Linked DNA regions of Mus musculus: regions 1, 3 and 4 are each linked to region 2. A link is a contact called in public HiChIP or PLAC-seq and promoter capture Hi-C data. All regions are on one chromosome and are shown on one strand. Each heading gives the region's core, a stretch centred on a gene start, on an enhancer-like site or on the middle of the called end of the contact. The rest is flanking DNA. Distances are from core to core; before and after follow the strand shown.

Region 1 (3,633 bases), core at 319-2,818, 990 kb before region 2:
GCGGCTCTGGGGTTCCTGCAGGGGGAGAGCCCGAGGCTACCCTCAGTATCAGTGATGTTCGGACCTTGACCGAGCCTGCAGACAAGGGGGAAGAGCAGGTCAACTTCTGTGAATCCTCCAATGACTTTGGCCCCTATGAGGGTGGGGGCGCTGGGGCAGGGCTTGATGACCCCGGAGGACCCACCCCTTCCTCCTATGCCCTCACCCACCCTCCACGACCCCTCCTTCCATTGGATGTGCCGGGCAACCAGATCTTGGTTTTCCCATCCTCCTCTTCACAGGCTCCAGGCCAGCCACCAGGGAACACAGCTGAGCACGGGGCAGTGACCCTCGGGGGCACCTCTGCGGTGGGGCTGGGCATACCAAGTGGCTCTGGTGGGGCTCCTGGAGGGACAGGCAACAGCGACGGGAATAAGATCTTTCTGTGCCACTGTGGGAAGGCTTTCTCACATAAGAGCATGCGGGACCGGCACGTGAATATGCATCTCAACCTGCGACCCTTTGACTGCCCCGTGTGCAACAAAAAGTTCAAGATGAAACACCACCTGACCGAGCACATGAAGACACACACGGGCCTCAAGCCGTACGAATGCAGTGTCTGCGCCAAGAAGTTCATGTGGCGGGACAGTTTCATGCGTCACCGGGGACACTGTGAGCGTCGGCACCGGATGGGTGTGGGTGGGGTCGGATCTGGACCGGGTCCTGGACCTGGACCCGGGACACCTTCTGGGCCAGCATTGCAACCCAAGAGGGAGTCTTCCACAGTGGGTGGGGGCAGTGGCGATGAGGCAAATTCGGCCACGCCCCCGTCCCATAGGCGTGTCTGGTCCCCACCCAGCGTGCACAAAGTGGAGATGGATTTCAGTGGGGGTGGAGGTGCAGCACACTGAAGAGCAGGCAATTGGGGAGCTTAGTCTAAGAGCAATGGCTCCCGGGGTTTCCCCCACCAAACAGTCTTCCCTTACCTCGGTGGACTTGTATATATTCTAGAGAAGGGCGTGGGTTGCACCGTCGCCAGCCCGTTCCATTCCTCAGCCCCTTCCTCGAGATCTCTGGAACTAAGCTGTGTTTTTGCTTTTCCCCTGAGCACACCAGAGCCCCACCTTCACGGAGTAGTGCCAACAAGGTGGGGGAATGGAAAAGGGACCTTTTGAGCATCCTAGAGTCACAGAGCCAACAGTCAGGTTGTGCTAGTTTGTGCCTGAAGTCTGTGTTTGTGTTGTGGGACAAGGCCTTTGAGTCTTAACGATTGTCCTTTCTCCTCTTGAAGGATACGCCCCTTATTTCTGTACTACCCCACCCTTGCCATGGGGATCCCAAATTGGGTTGTCATGAAAGTGGGTGGACACAAGGTGGGAGCCGCGTAGTATAGGTCTTAATTTTTAACGGTGATTAAAATATTTATTGGTCACTTCACTTGGCTTCCCAACACCCCTCTGTTTGCTGGGACCTGGCACAGGTCTGGGAACGCGGGAGTGTGGTTTTAAGGGAGGTGGCGCGGAGAGGGCACAGCAGGAGGGCGGAGTCTAGGCTGATAAAGGGCTCAAAGTTGGCGCAGTCCGGTGAGCCAAGGGGGTGGGTGCAGGGCGAGGAGTGGCTGGAGAGCTACAGACAGGGTTTCGGCAACTCTGTTTGGCCCCTGTGGGCGGCGTTCCTCCAACGCGCAGTCACGCCCTCACCTGACCAGATCGGGGAATTTCCAGTTCCTCACCCCAGCCTTAGAAGGAAAATGAAAGTGAAAGGGGAAGAAAAGACTTGGTAGGAGAGATCGTAGCACCATGAAGCCTCTGCTCCTGCTCGTCGCTGTGGCACTGGGTGAGCAGACCCCATTTCTTCTTGTTTAGGAATAGACACACTGGGAAGGAGAGGGAGGAGGTCCCATGGCGGGTCTGAAGGGGCGGGCCGGTCGCCGGTCGCCGGACATCCTATGGCCCTCTGGTCACCGGAGCCCCTCTCCCCAGGCCTAGCGACCGTCGTCTCCGTCGTCTCGGCTGGACCAGAGGCGATCGAGTGCTGGTTCGTGGAGGATGCAGGTGGGGGTGGCCTGTCTAAGAAACCTGCCACACTGCTACTGCGCCATGGACCCAGGGGACCGCCGCCCCGGCCAGATCTTGACCCAAAGCTATACTTCAAGGTGGATGGTGAGTCTTCGGGACTTACCTGCATCTGTCGCCTCCTCTTAGCTCACGCAGGGACGCTGGGCCTCAGTTTTCCCTTTTGTAAATACGTTTGGATGCTCTCTAAGTCGTTCACTACTTTGCTAGTTTGTGCCTTCCGGCCTGTGTGTAGTCAGCACATTTCCAGTCCGGGCTACCGTTACACCCTTTTCGGTTCTGCAGACCCGGCGGGAATGCTCCTGGCCGCCTTCAGGCGGTACCCCGCAGGCGCCTCCGCCCCACACTGCGAGATGAGCCGCTTCATCCCGTTCCCTGCCTCGGCGAAGTGGGCTAGAAGTCTGAGTCCGGAGCAGAACTGCCCGCGGGCCCTGGACGGGGATTGGCTGCTGGTCAGCGTATCCAGCACTCTCTTCAGCCTCTCCAGCCTGCTGCGACCACAGCCGGAGCCTCTGCGGGAGCCTGTCGTCATCACCATGGCAACAGGTAGCCGCCGAGAGGCGCGCGAGATGGATGGGTAGTTTTTAAGGATCTAGATGGGCCAGTTCGGCGACTCGCCAAGAGGTTTGAATGGGTCATTTCTTCAACTGGGGATCAGTATATATTCTTTTGTTAAGGGAAGGGAGTTGGTTAGATTTTATCTTCACCCTTCATTGTAGGCTGAGAGTAAAATTGAAACCTACTGTGGTTTGGGGGCGGGACTTTGCAGAGGCGGTCATGGTGTCGGTTTCCAGATCCCAGAGTTTGAGAAACTCATAAGGTTAGGCGTCCCGAAACCCAAATTTTTTCTGCACCCATCCTAGGTTTCAAAAATCACACTTTGAGTCTCTTCAAAGCGCACTAGAGACTAGGGACAGTCAGCCCAGCAAGGAACCTCTTGCCAAGGCTCTCGGCCACGGTCTTTAGTGCCTCAACAGTGGCCTCTAGTGGGCAGAACGGTGGCTTGTGCACAGGTGCGGTTCTGCCGCTTGAGTTCCCAGAGATCCACCCACCACTTTGCTGTGCTGGACAGGGGAAGGGGCACTCTATGGGGTAGATCTGTCTTGAATGTCCTGAATGTTTGCTTTTCTCTCTGGACACCACCTAACAGGTAGATAGAATCGTCATTGGCTTTCCCCATTTCTGGTGCTTTTATGCAAATATTCTCACCGAACTCAGTCCTTTGCCTTCATCATTTGAAGTCTCCAAATGGGGACAGTCTGAAACTCCACTGGCACCTCTACTCTTAGCTCCACCCTGTGCAGGCCCTTTGTGGGGACAGTAGTTCTCTTGAAACCACCTGCCCTCACACTGCTGGTCTTCATGTGGGATGGTGTTGGCTACCTTTTGCCCTATGGGTCGTTTTTTTCCAACTGTAAGAAGTAGGATCTATTTTGCCAGCTACTTTTATTTGTGGCATTGAAGCAAGGCCCTGTGCAGCTATGTGCTGGTCCAATAAATGTTATTAGCACCAAGAAAAAGTTAGGACCCTGAGGTCCCCAGATCGACCTCCAGATAACTAGCAAAGAACCTACTGAAA
Region 2 (3,285 bases), core at 459-2,958:
CACGCATTGCCTTCTTCAGCTCCAGGGACATCCGGACTGGGGAGGAGCTGGGGTGAGGAGCCAGCCTGAGGGCACTGACCAGCCTTTGGTGTTCTTTTTTTTTTTTTTTTTTTTTTCCCGGTTTTTCGGGACAGGGTTTCTCTGTGTAGTCCTGGCTGTCCTGGAACTCACTCTGTAGACCAGGCTGGCCTCGAACTCAGAAATCTGCCTGCCTCTGCCTCCCAAGTGCTGGGATTAAAGGTGTGTGCTACCATACCCGGCTTCCTTTGGTGTTCTTAGGTGTCCCTTGGAAGGCTTGTTAAAACTGTGTAAGGCAGGAGTAGGAACATACATTCATGATCACAGCACTCAGGAGGCTGAGGCAGGAGGATCACAAAGAGTCTGGGCTACAGAGTGAGACCCTGTGTCAAAACAAAACAAGAGAAGTCCAGGTTGCCCTGGTATCACATGCCTGTCATGCTAGTGTTTGAAAGAGCTTGAAGCAGAAGTACCTACAAATTCAAGGCCAGCCTGGGCTAACTACAGAGTTCAGGACAGCCAGGCCTATGTAGAGAGACCCTATCTTAAGCAAAAAACAAGAAGGGGGATGGGGGCTAGTGTGGGTTGGCTGGATGGTTGAGTATACTAGGCCCTGGGCAGGCTGCATCCCACTTCCCGCAGAGCCTCGGGAGAGTCTGGTCACAAGGCAGGAAGGCTAGAAGCCTGCATTTATGACAGTTCTCTGGGAGTGTGAGTCAACAGAGCCAACAAGGACCTGGAGTCCATCTGCAGGAGTGGTTGGGTGGAAGAAGGTGGATCCCTCAAGAGGGCTCCTGGGCTCTATGAGATGGGTTTGAAGTGTCTAGATCCAAGGGCCAAGAGCTCCTGTGTTTCCTCTGCCAGCTTTGACTACGGTGACCGATTCTGGGACATCAAGAGCAAGTATTTCACCTGCCAGTGTGGCTCTGAGAAGTGCAAGCATTCAGCGGAGGCCATCGCCCTGGAGCAGAGCCGCCTGGCCCGGCTGGACCCCCACCCGGAGCTGCTCCCTGACCTCAGCTCCCTGCCCCCCATCAACACCTGAGGACTCTTAAAATCCAGGCCGGGCACTGCCCTTCAGACATTTCTCCATCAGAGACCCCAGTAAGGCCTGGAAGGTCGATGGCCCCTCTCCCAGAGCTGGTTTCTCACTGGGAGTGCAAGTGACTTCAGGGCTGGCCTTCCCCACTGAGCCTGGCCTCAGTTAGCTGATTGAAGTTGGGCCTCTGCCAGCTGATTTTCTGTGTTCTCAATAAATGTTGGGTTTGGTAATAAACTGTCTGGTGATTGTTTCAGGACGATGAGGACTATGGGGCTGAGGGGACAGTTGGGTAGGAAGCAAGCTGTGGCTGTGGGGTGGAAGAGAACAGCTGTGGGGCACCCACTGGCCACAGGGGTTTAAGGAAAAGCAAATCACAACCTAGAGGTTTGGGTGTGCCACAGTTGAAGTACTCTAAACAATTATGCAGTGTTTCCTTATCAAAGTGCTCCGGTTTCTTCCTGCTGCGGTCCGTAGCAGACCCGGTAAGCAGCTCCTGGGACCCAGTTCTGAGCCCTGGTACCCCTGGGCTGGTCAAGAGTTGAGATCTGAAAAAGGAACTGTAGAGGACCACAGGCAGGGGCGGGGCTGTGACGTCTGGGAGGGAGGGCGGGGCGGGCGGCAGGTGAGCGGCTAGGTCTCCGTGGCTCCAATCACTCCGGAGACTGAGCCATGGGGAGAAAGCAGAATGAGAACGAGGCTCACGGTAAGGCTAGGGGCAGAGGCCCGGGCTCTGGAGAGAGGTGGCCGGGCTCTGCAGCCATGGCAGCTGAGGTTGGATCCTGACAGAGGAACTGGAGTCCTGGGTCTCTGAGGAGCGGCTACAGGAAAACAGGAGTCAAGGAAAAGAGACAGAATCAGGTCCTGGAAGGATGGTCTGAGCCGCCAGAAAGATCTTGCATACTAAATGGAACCTGGATGAGCAGGAGTTGGGGCTGGCGTCCCTGTGTGGCCAGCGGAGTGGGGAGGTCAGGCCTGGGCTGTAGGTCCCTGAGGGCAGAGCCCTAGCAAACAAAGCCTGTGTGGTTAGGAGGCAGGTTAGGGTCCCGATGCTCTGGACTTAGAGTCCAGCAGTGTCCTGCGCTGTGGTTGCTGGGGGGGGGGGTGTCTGTCAACCCACACCCTGTGAAGAGGCAGGAGCTGAGACTCCTGTTGGGATCTGTGTGAAGAGTTGGGGAGATGGGCCTCTGAACTAATAAAGTCCTTTGAGGAGTAGGGGGCTGGAACCCCAAACTTCTGCAGTCAGCCTGCTAGGATTCCTGTGAAATGGAGGGCCTGGGACCCTGAGCTGCTGGGGTCTGCATGCTAGAGTCCCAGAGGGGGGGGGGCAGGTACCGTGGACTAAAGGAATTCTTGTGAGAATTTGGGGTGGGACCCCGAGATGCTAGGGTCTGCCTGCAAGGACCCCTGTGAGGAGTGGGGCCTAAGGTGGAGAGACAACTGACACCTGCCTTCAGGTTTCAGTTGGGAAGAAGTGTGTATGTTGGTGTATCTAGAGCACTTTAAGTAATCGGGGCCAGGGCTGTGTGGAAGGGGAGGTCTGAGGGGAAACAGGGGAGGCCTGTTTCCAGAACTGCTGAAGTAAAGGGCTGGAAATCTTTCCCCCAGATCCTGAGACTGGACGGGGAAGAGAGAGGGCTGAGGGTTGGGCCTCCTCTAGGTGGGGCTGGTGTCCCCTAGAAGACCGAGTAATAGCCAGAGCACAGAAAACTTCCTGGAACAGCCTTGGGTCAATCATTGACCCTGTGTCTGTGAGCCCGGGTGGGACAGAGTCCAAAATGCCCACAAAAGAAGATACCTGCCCCAGGCTAGCCCACCCCTCAGCTGTCCCTCAGTGCCCACCAGGACCCTGGCAGCCTGGCCCCGCCCTGCCCCGCCCCCTCCCCTGTGTACTCAAGGAGGACCAGGAACAGGACGTGGCCACAAGGCCACAACCACAGCAGCCGGCTCAGGTGTCAATCTGGCTGGCCACCCAGAGCCGTGCGGTAGCCGGAGTGGGGTGGTGGTGGTGGGGCGGTCTTCGGAGCTCCCATTGCCCTGCAGGGTTTCATAGCTTTACTATCCTTTCTTTGTCATATCCTTGGGCCAGAGGGCTGAGATAAGTGATGATGGTCCCCTGAGGGGCTCCCAGACTGGATAGTCCAGAGATGACTTGGAACAGGCTGGAGGACAGAGATAGGACTGGGGTCTGCGAGCCACTAAGAGGGAGTCCCAGAACCTGGGTTACA
Region 3 (3,537 bases), core at 348-2,847, 970 kb after region 2:
CTATAATCCCCACACTTGGGAAGTAGGAACAACAGGATCAAGAGTCTAAGGTTGCTGGGCGGTGGTGTCGCTCACCTTTAATCCCAGCGCTTGGGAGGCAGAGGCAGAAGGATTTCTGAATTCGAGGCCAGCCTGGTCTACAGAGTGAGTTCCAGGACAGCCAGGGCTATACAGAGAGACCCTGTCTCAAAAAAACAAAACAAAAAACAAACAAACAAAAAGAGTTCAAGGTTGCGGGGGTGGGGGGTGGGGGGTAGGGAGGATACTGGGGTGGGGAGGTGCCCTCTCAGAGGAGAAGGGGAATAGGGGGAGAAACTCTTTCAGGGGGGACCAGGAGGGGGCAGCTTTGAGGATGTAAGTAATTAAGTGCGTAAGTAAATAAATAAATAAATAAGAGTTCAAAGTTATCTTTAGCTATGTAGTACATACAAGGCCAGCTAATTGTACATGAGTCCCGTGTTTTTTTGTTTTTTGTTTTTGTTTTTTAAATGGTGAACTGGAGAGCTGGCTTCTCAATTAAGAACACTTAGGTTTAACTCCCAGCACTCACGTGATGTCTCAAAAACACCCCTAACTACATTTTCAGGAGATCCAATGCCCTCCTCCAGATTCTGAGTGGTATACATACTTGCAAGTAAAATGCCTACACACACACACACACACACACACACACACACACACACACACCCAATAGAGGGGCTGGAGAGATGATTCAGTGGTTAAGAGCACTTGCTGCTCTCAGAAGACTGGTGTTTGGTTCCCAGCACCTATATCAGGCAGGTCCCAACCACCAGTAACTCCAAGTTCAGAGAGACACAATATCTCTGACCTAAAAGGGCACACACACACACACACACACACACACCACACACACACACACACATACTGTGCAGATAAATTCATGCAGGCAAACCCACATGCACATTAAATAAATAAATATTAAAATCTTATGATACCCAAACTCCCACCTAAATGTATTTATTATGTACCTTTAGTTTTTGTTGTTTTAATTTTTAATATTTTAAGTTAGGCCGGGCGTGGTGGTGCACGCCTTTAATCCCAGCACTCGGGAGGCAGAGGCAGGCAGATTTCCGAGTTCGAGGCCAGCCTGGTCTACAAAGTGAGTTCCAAGACAGAGAAACCCTGTCTCGAAAAACCAAAAAAAAAAAATTTATTTTTAAAAAAATTAGGTGTATGTGTGTTTGTGTATGAGCACGTGCACACAAGTGCAGGTGTCAGAAGAGACCAGAGGTGGTAGATCCTCCTGGATCTGGAGATATACGTGGTTGTTGGTGAGGGATGTGGGTGCACCGAATCGAACTCGACTTCGCTGAGCCGTCTCTCCAGCCCTTTGTTATATATCTTGTTTTCCTAACCCTGATTTGTACGTCTTTTATTTATCCCAGCTGTGGGAACTAGTTAGTCATCACTGACAGCTTGTATTGATAGAGAACTGCACCCGCGCACAGATCATTAGGGGGCGACGGAGAGCTTGGACGAGGCTGTGCATGAAAGCCTCTTGCACTTAGCGTCGGGAAAGAGGCTGCGCGATTTGAACCCGCCCAGCCACCGTCGATCCCTGGCCGGAAGAGCGCGACTCTTTCCGGGTTTCGCGGTCTGTGGAATTGGAGTCTCTACGGCAGCCGGAGCGAGGCGGTAGTACCGCAGGCTCTGTCCCCGCCGCAGTCCTGGCCGTTCCGCGGTTGCGCGCCCGGAGCAGGACGCGTCGCCATGGCGACGCCGGCGGGGCTGGAGCGGTGGGTGCAGGAGGAGCTGCACTCGGTGCTGGGGCTGAGCGAGCGGCACGTCGCGCAGTTCCTGATCGGCACCGCACAGCGCTGCGCCTCCGCCGAGGAGTTCGTGCAGCGCCTGCGGGACACCGACACCCTGGACCTCGGGGGGCCGGCGCGGGACTTCGCCCTGAAGCTCTGGAGCAAGGTGTGTGCCGCCGGGGCAGGCCACTCACAGCCGAATTGGCTCGTACGCAGTGTGGCTGTCTATTCTGTGATAGCCTGCAACTTTCAATATAGTACACAGGCTGGCTTAGAACTTGCAGCGAGCCTCCCTGGTAGTGGGGTGACAGAGAGACCTTTCATTCTTGGTTCCGCCCACCATTTAATTTTTTTCCTCTGTTATCTAGATATCATGCTAGGTGTTGGGTGTATACAGGTCTGTGGAGAAGACTCGAGATGGGGCTCTACATACATGTTTAAGCTAGAGCCATTGTTAGTTACAGCACATACCCCAGGCCTAAGGATGTAGCTCAGTTGGTAGAATGTTTGTCTAGCATACAGTAAGCCTTGGATTCAATCCCCAGCCCTGGGAAAGAGTCACTGAGAACAGAGCTAGGAGAATTAGCATTTAGGAAATAGGATCGAGGCTGGGGAGGGATGGCTTAGCAGTTAAGACCCCTTGTGCATCTGGAAGACTTGAGTTCAGTTCTCAGCAACCAGGCCTAGTGGCACACAACCATCTGTAATTCCAGCTCCAAGGAGATCGGAGGGCTTCTGGCCTTTGCCAGGTACCCCATACACATAAATAAATGAAAAATAAATCATGAAAAGAAAATGGGTTTTAGAACATAAACTACTTAAGCTCAGAACCAATACTTTAAAAAAAAAATTCTATCGTGGGGCAAGAAGAGATGGCTCAGGGATTAAGACCACTTGCTGTTCCTCTAGAGGAACCAGGTTCAATTTCTAGAACCCACGTGGCAACTCACAACTGTAACTCCAGTTCTATGAGATTCAGCACCCTCACACACAGCTCACGTTGCAGGCAGAACACCAGTGCACATAAAAATAAAAGTAAGTCATTAAAGTTAGGAAGAAGTTTTAGTTCGTGCATATGCCCGTGTGAGGCTGTGAGCGTACAACCTGTGAGAGCTGGTTCTTTGCCTCCACCACGGGATGGCTTTCAGTAATCATTTGCTCAGTGGATTCCTAGAAGGACGTTCAGAAGCTGCGGAGCCCTGTTGAGCTATGACCGTAGAACAAGACCACGAAGAAGAGAAAGATGGAGACAGGCTTTAGATATAGTAACCGGTTCGTAGGCAAATGAGGGTACTGAGGTCAGGAGCTGTCATATCTACCGGCAGGTGCCACGGAAGGCTGTGGTGGAAAAGCCAGCTCGGGCAGCTGAGCGAGAGGCCCGAGCCCTGCTAGAGAAAAACCGTTCTTATAAGTTGTTGGAAGACAGCGAGAGCGGCGAGGAGGCAGTGGGTAGTAACGGGAGCAGCCTCCAGAAGAAGCGGAAGAGACGGAAACACCTCAGGAAGAAACACCAGGAGGACGAGGAGGACGAGGAGGAAGAGGTTTCCGAGTCAGGGAAGAGGAAGGCAGGGTAAGTCAGAAGGAAGGAGAGGGATTGGAGCAGGCTGTCGGCTGTGGGGATGCTAAGCTTTCTCAGTACCCCCGTTTGATACACTGGGCTGGGTTTGCTGGGTTCAGGGGGAGTAAATCACCCACGGAGGAGAAGCCAGCCTCAGAGGATGAATGGGAAAGGACGGAGCGTGAGCGTCTCCAGGACTTGGAAGAA
Region 4 (3,600 bases), core at 567-3,066, 710 kb before region 2:
AGTACTCAGCACAGGAGTGCTCAGGGCAGGAGTACTCAGTGCAGGAGTGCTCAGTGCAGGAGTGCTTGGTGCAGGAGTGCTCAACATAGGAGTACACAACACAGGCATGCTCAGGACAGGCATGCTCAGGGCAGGGGTACTCAGGACAGGAGTGCTCAGGGCAGGATTACTCAGCACAGGAGTGCTCAGTGCAGGAATACTTGGTGCAGGAGTGCTCAGCTCAGGAGTGTTCAGGACAGGAGTGCTCAGGATAGGAGTGCTCAGGTCAGGAATGCTCAGCGCAGGAGTACTCAGCACATGCATGCTCAGGGCAGGAGTACTCAACACAGGCATGCTCAAGACAGGAGTGCTCAGGGCAGGAGTACTCAGGACAAGAGTGCTCAGAGCAGGAGTACTCAGGACAGGAGTGCTCAGGGCAGGAGTGTTCAGGGCACAGCACAGGAGTACTCAGCACAGTGCTCAGTGCAGGCATGCTCAGTGCAGGAGTACTCAGGACAAGAGTACTCAGTACAGAGTGTTTGGTGTAGGAGTGCTGAGTGCAGGAGTGCTCAGTGTAGCAGTGCTCAGTGCAGGAGTGCTCAGGGCAGGAGAGTTCAGCGCATGAGTGCTCCGTGCAGGAGTGGTCAAGAGCCAGGTCAGGGGTTAGAGGACTCTGAGATCCAGACAGCCAGATGGGAGCCTTCTCCACCTGGGGTAGCCCTAAAGTCCAGAGAGATAGGCATAGCCATGTAGGCCTGCTTTAAGGCCACCCCCAGCCCCCCCCCCGCCCTCAACATTTGACCTTCAAGTGACTCATGGGTAGTCACACCAGCATGTCTAAGGGGATTTTTTTTCCTTTATAGGTAGTTTCAGCCCGCAGAGTCATTTCTCCTTGTAGTGCCCTGGTGGTGGGGTGTGGTGATGAGCAGCATGGTTGATTTTCATGTCTGAGAATGGAACCTGGTGCCTCACCATGCTCTGTGAGGGCTCTTCCCTGGAGCCCAGAAGGGTGATTTCCGCAATGAACTGGGCTCTGGGGAGGAGGCCGGGTTCCCTCTTTGATGGTGTTAGCCTACAGCCTACTCTGACTACCTCACAAGCAGCAGGCCCTGGCACTGACCCAGGGCCCTCACTGCAAGTGCGGTGTGCTGCGAAGAAAGTCTGAGGACAAAGGGCCAGAGCCTCTGGGTTCAAAATCTGTGAAAGGGAACCTTTGGCCTGCTGATAGGAGCTGAGGCCTTCTTGTAAGCCCTAGTTTTACCCCAGACCCCAACTCTTGAGCTTACCTGGAAAAACAAACAAGCCCTCAAGCCTCTCTTCTCTTCCACCCTCCGTCCTTCTCTCTCCTCTCTTCCTTTTTCCAAAGGTGGGACACCTGTGTGGTCTGCTGACTGGGAGGGACCTGAAGTCACTCCCTCCTCCATTTTCCTCCCTCCCCTTCCTTCCGTCCACGACCATTCTCTTCCCTCGCCTTTCTCCTTCTCCTATGCTCTTTTCTGCCCTTTACTCCTCCTCCTCTTTCCCCTTCCTCAAACCTACTGGCAGCGAACCCTGGGCTCAGGCAAGTTTTCTCAACATCTGAACTATAGTCCCAGTTTAACCGGCGCTTCTTAAAACATGCTCGGAGGTCGGAGAAATGCAGGGTTTTTTCGTTTTTTTTTTTTGTTTGTTTTGTTTTTTTTTGTTTTTGTTTTTGTTTTTTTTTCCTTTTCAAAGCATCTCAGACCCTCAAGAGTTTTGCTAGTAGCGGCCTTGGAGGGCGAGCCTTTTTGGGAACCTGGGGCGCTCAACCCACCCGCAAATTGACAGGCGCCATCTGCTGGCGGCTGTGCGCAGCACCGCGACCACGGCAGTGAAGTGAAAGCGAAAGCCGCGGGACCCAGGCGCGCTCCCCGCGAGGGCGTCGCTGCGCACCCAGGAGATCCAGTTTGAGAAGAAGCAGATTCCAGAAGCTCTCCTGAGCTGCCGCTCCGCAGCCGCAGGTGAGTTCTTTTGGATAGAACCCGAGAGTTAGCAGGAGTGCGGCCCATTCCCAAACCCTTGGCGTCATCATCCGGTTCCCCACTCCTCGTCCCCTGTCTTGGGTCTTCTGCCGCTTACTCCCTGCCCCGTGTCCTCTGCTCCGTGCCCCTGCCCCACCCAGTGTCCCAGGTCCCCTGTCCCTCACCCCTTGCCCAAGGTCCTCTGCCCCACCCCCTTGCCCTGCGTCCCCGGTCTTCCGTCGGGCGCCGCCGGCCCAGCGCCCCTACTCAGAACCTTCTGTCCCAAGCCATCTAAGGCTACCGAACCCACCCGCATCCCGCCCCTGCACCGGGTCTCCTGGCTCTTAAAGACCCGAGGAATGGGGGCAGTGTGTCTTCTTGGGCTAACACCAACAAACTTCAGGGAGATGGATGTGGTGGCAGCAGACCGCCCCCTCCCCCACCCCCACCCCCGTGCTGTGTGTCTGAGTGTCTGTGTGTCTGTGTGACTGTGTGTGAGAATAATGCAGCCTTCCCAGCTCCGTCAGACAGTCAGTCCTAGGAGAGACTTATCTAGGAGGGGGTCTTTCCGGTGAACAAGAAGCCTCAGGGTGGATTTGGGGCAGGAGGCTCGTAACCAGGGTTGGAACTCCACAGACCTCATTTCTCCCTTTCTTTCCGCAGAACCCACCATGGCGCTGTCCTACCTGAGGCCCTGGGTCTCTCTGCTGCTGGCGGACATGGCTTTACTTGGGTTGCTACAAGGATCTCTGGGAAATCTGCTTCCCCAGGGGCTGCCAGGACTCTGGATAGAGGGCACCCTGCGACTTGGAGTGCTGTGGGGACTGCTAAAAGTGGGAGAGCTGCTGGGACTTGTGGGGACCCTTCTGCCCTTGCTCTGCCTTGCCACTCCCCTGTTTTTCTCGCTAAGAGCTCTGGTGGGAGGCACCGCGAGCACCTCAGTAGTCCGAGTGGCTTCTGCCTCTTGGGGCTGGCTGCTGGCTGGCTATGGGGCTGTTGCGCTGAGCTGGGCCGTGTGGGCTGTGCTGAGCCCGGCTGGAGTCCAGGAGAAGGAACCAGGCCAGGAGAACAGAACACTGATGAAGCGGTTGCTGAAGCTGTCCAGGCCGGACCTGCCTTTCCTCATAGCTGCCTTCTTCTTCCTTGTGGTGGCTGTGTGGGGTGAGAGGAAGAGACCACTGTGAGAGGGAGGTGGGAGAAGGGCCTTGCCAGGGCACAGCCTCCTTATCTTTCTTGCCTCTTTCAGGGGAGACATTAATCCCTCGCTATTCGGGTCGTGTAATTGACATCCTGGGAGGTGATTTCGACCCCGACGCCTTTGCAAGCGCCATCTTTTTCATGTGCCTGTTCTCTGTTGGGAGGTGAGAGATGATTGGCTTCAGGTCCCTGTAGTAGATGCGACTGGACAGGAACTGACTTTGCACAAGGCACAAATTATGTATACAGAGTTCTGCCTGCATGTACACCTACAGGCCAGAAGTGGGCACCATATCCCAGTATAGATGACGGTGAGCCACCAGGAGGTCTCTGGGAATTAAACTCAGGACCTATAGGAAGAGCAGCCAGTGCTCTTAACTTTTGAGTCATCTCTCCAGCCTGCCTTTGACTCTTTTTATCCGGACCCAGGAGCCTGCAATCT

Evidence for each region. HiChIP or PLAC-seq counts read pairs in DNA pulled down with a chosen protein or histone mark. Capture Hi-C pulls out chosen DNA fragments and counts their contacts.
Region 1: a FOXA1 HiChIP or PLAC-seq map of pancreatic cancer cells shows a contact between it and region 2. The contact joins the promoter of Tapbp here to the promoter of Slc44a4 in region 2. A contact is called at or near these places in 3 of 39 promoter capture datasets (cranial neural crest, embryonic stem cells and liver), 1 of 484 Hi-C or Micro-C datasets (B cells), 1 of 115 datasets of contacts at active chromatin or transcription factors (pancreatic cancer cells) and 1 of 9 other capture datasets (liver).
Region 3: a contact with region 2 is called in an H3K4me3 HiChIP or PLAC-seq map of bone marrow-derived macrophages, with 7 times the contacts expected there. The contact joins the promoter of Dhx16 here to the promoter of Slc44a4 in region 2. A contact is called at or near these places in 2 of 115 datasets of contacts at active chromatin or transcription factors (bone marrow-derived macrophages and microglia).
Region 4: a contact with region 2 is called in a promoter capture Hi-C map of liver. The contact joins the promoter of Tap2 here to the promoter of Slc44a4 in region 2. A contact is called at or near these places in 2 of 39 promoter capture datasets (embryonic stem cells and stem cell-derived epiblast-like cells) and 1 of 9 other capture datasets (liver).

The regions. Positions count from the first base shown.
Region 1 is chr17:33,917,910-33,921,542 of GRCm38.p6, forward strand. It overlaps Tapbp (TAP binding protein), which reads left to right and starts at 1,569. Exons shown (of 8, transcript NM_009318.2): 1 at 1,569-1,815; 2 at 1,962-2,141; 3 at 2,340-2,600. The coding sequence starts at 1,779. Zbtb22 (zinc finger and BTB domain containing 22) reads left to right here. Exons shown (of 2, transcript NM_020625.3): 2 at 1-1,416. The coding sequence ends at 890. Gm19412 (predicted gene, 19412) reads right to left here and starts at 2,587. Exons shown (of 2, transcript NR_168019.1): 1 at 2,161-2,587; 2 at 1,380-1,717.
Region 2 is chr17:34,912,758-34,916,042 of GRCm38.p6, forward strand. It overlaps Slc44a4 (solute carrier family 44, member 4), which reads left to right and starts at 1,709. Exons shown (of 21, transcript NM_023557.3): 1 at 1,709-1,763. The coding sequence starts at 1,730. It overlaps Ehmt2 (euchromatic histone lysine N-methyltransferase 2), which reads left to right. Exons shown (of 27, transcript NM_145830.3): 26 at 1-52; 27 at 883-1,316. The coding sequence ends at 1,063.
Region 3 is chr17:35,878,181-35,881,717 of GRCm38.p6, forward strand. Dhx16 (DEAH (Asp-Glu-Ala-His) box polypeptide 16) reads left to right here and starts at 1,598. Exons shown (of 20, transcript NM_026987.2): 1 at 1,598-1,938; 2 at 3,098-3,342; 3 at 3,450-3,537. The coding sequence starts at 1,732.
Region 4 is chr17:34,202,663-34,206,262 of GRCm38.p6, forward strand. Tap2 (transporter 2, ATP-binding cassette, sub-family B (MDR/TAP)) reads left to right here and starts at 1,817. Exons shown (of 12, transcript NM_011530.3): 1 at 1,817-1,961; 2 at 2,625-3,122; 3 at 3,208-3,322. The coding sequence starts at 2,633.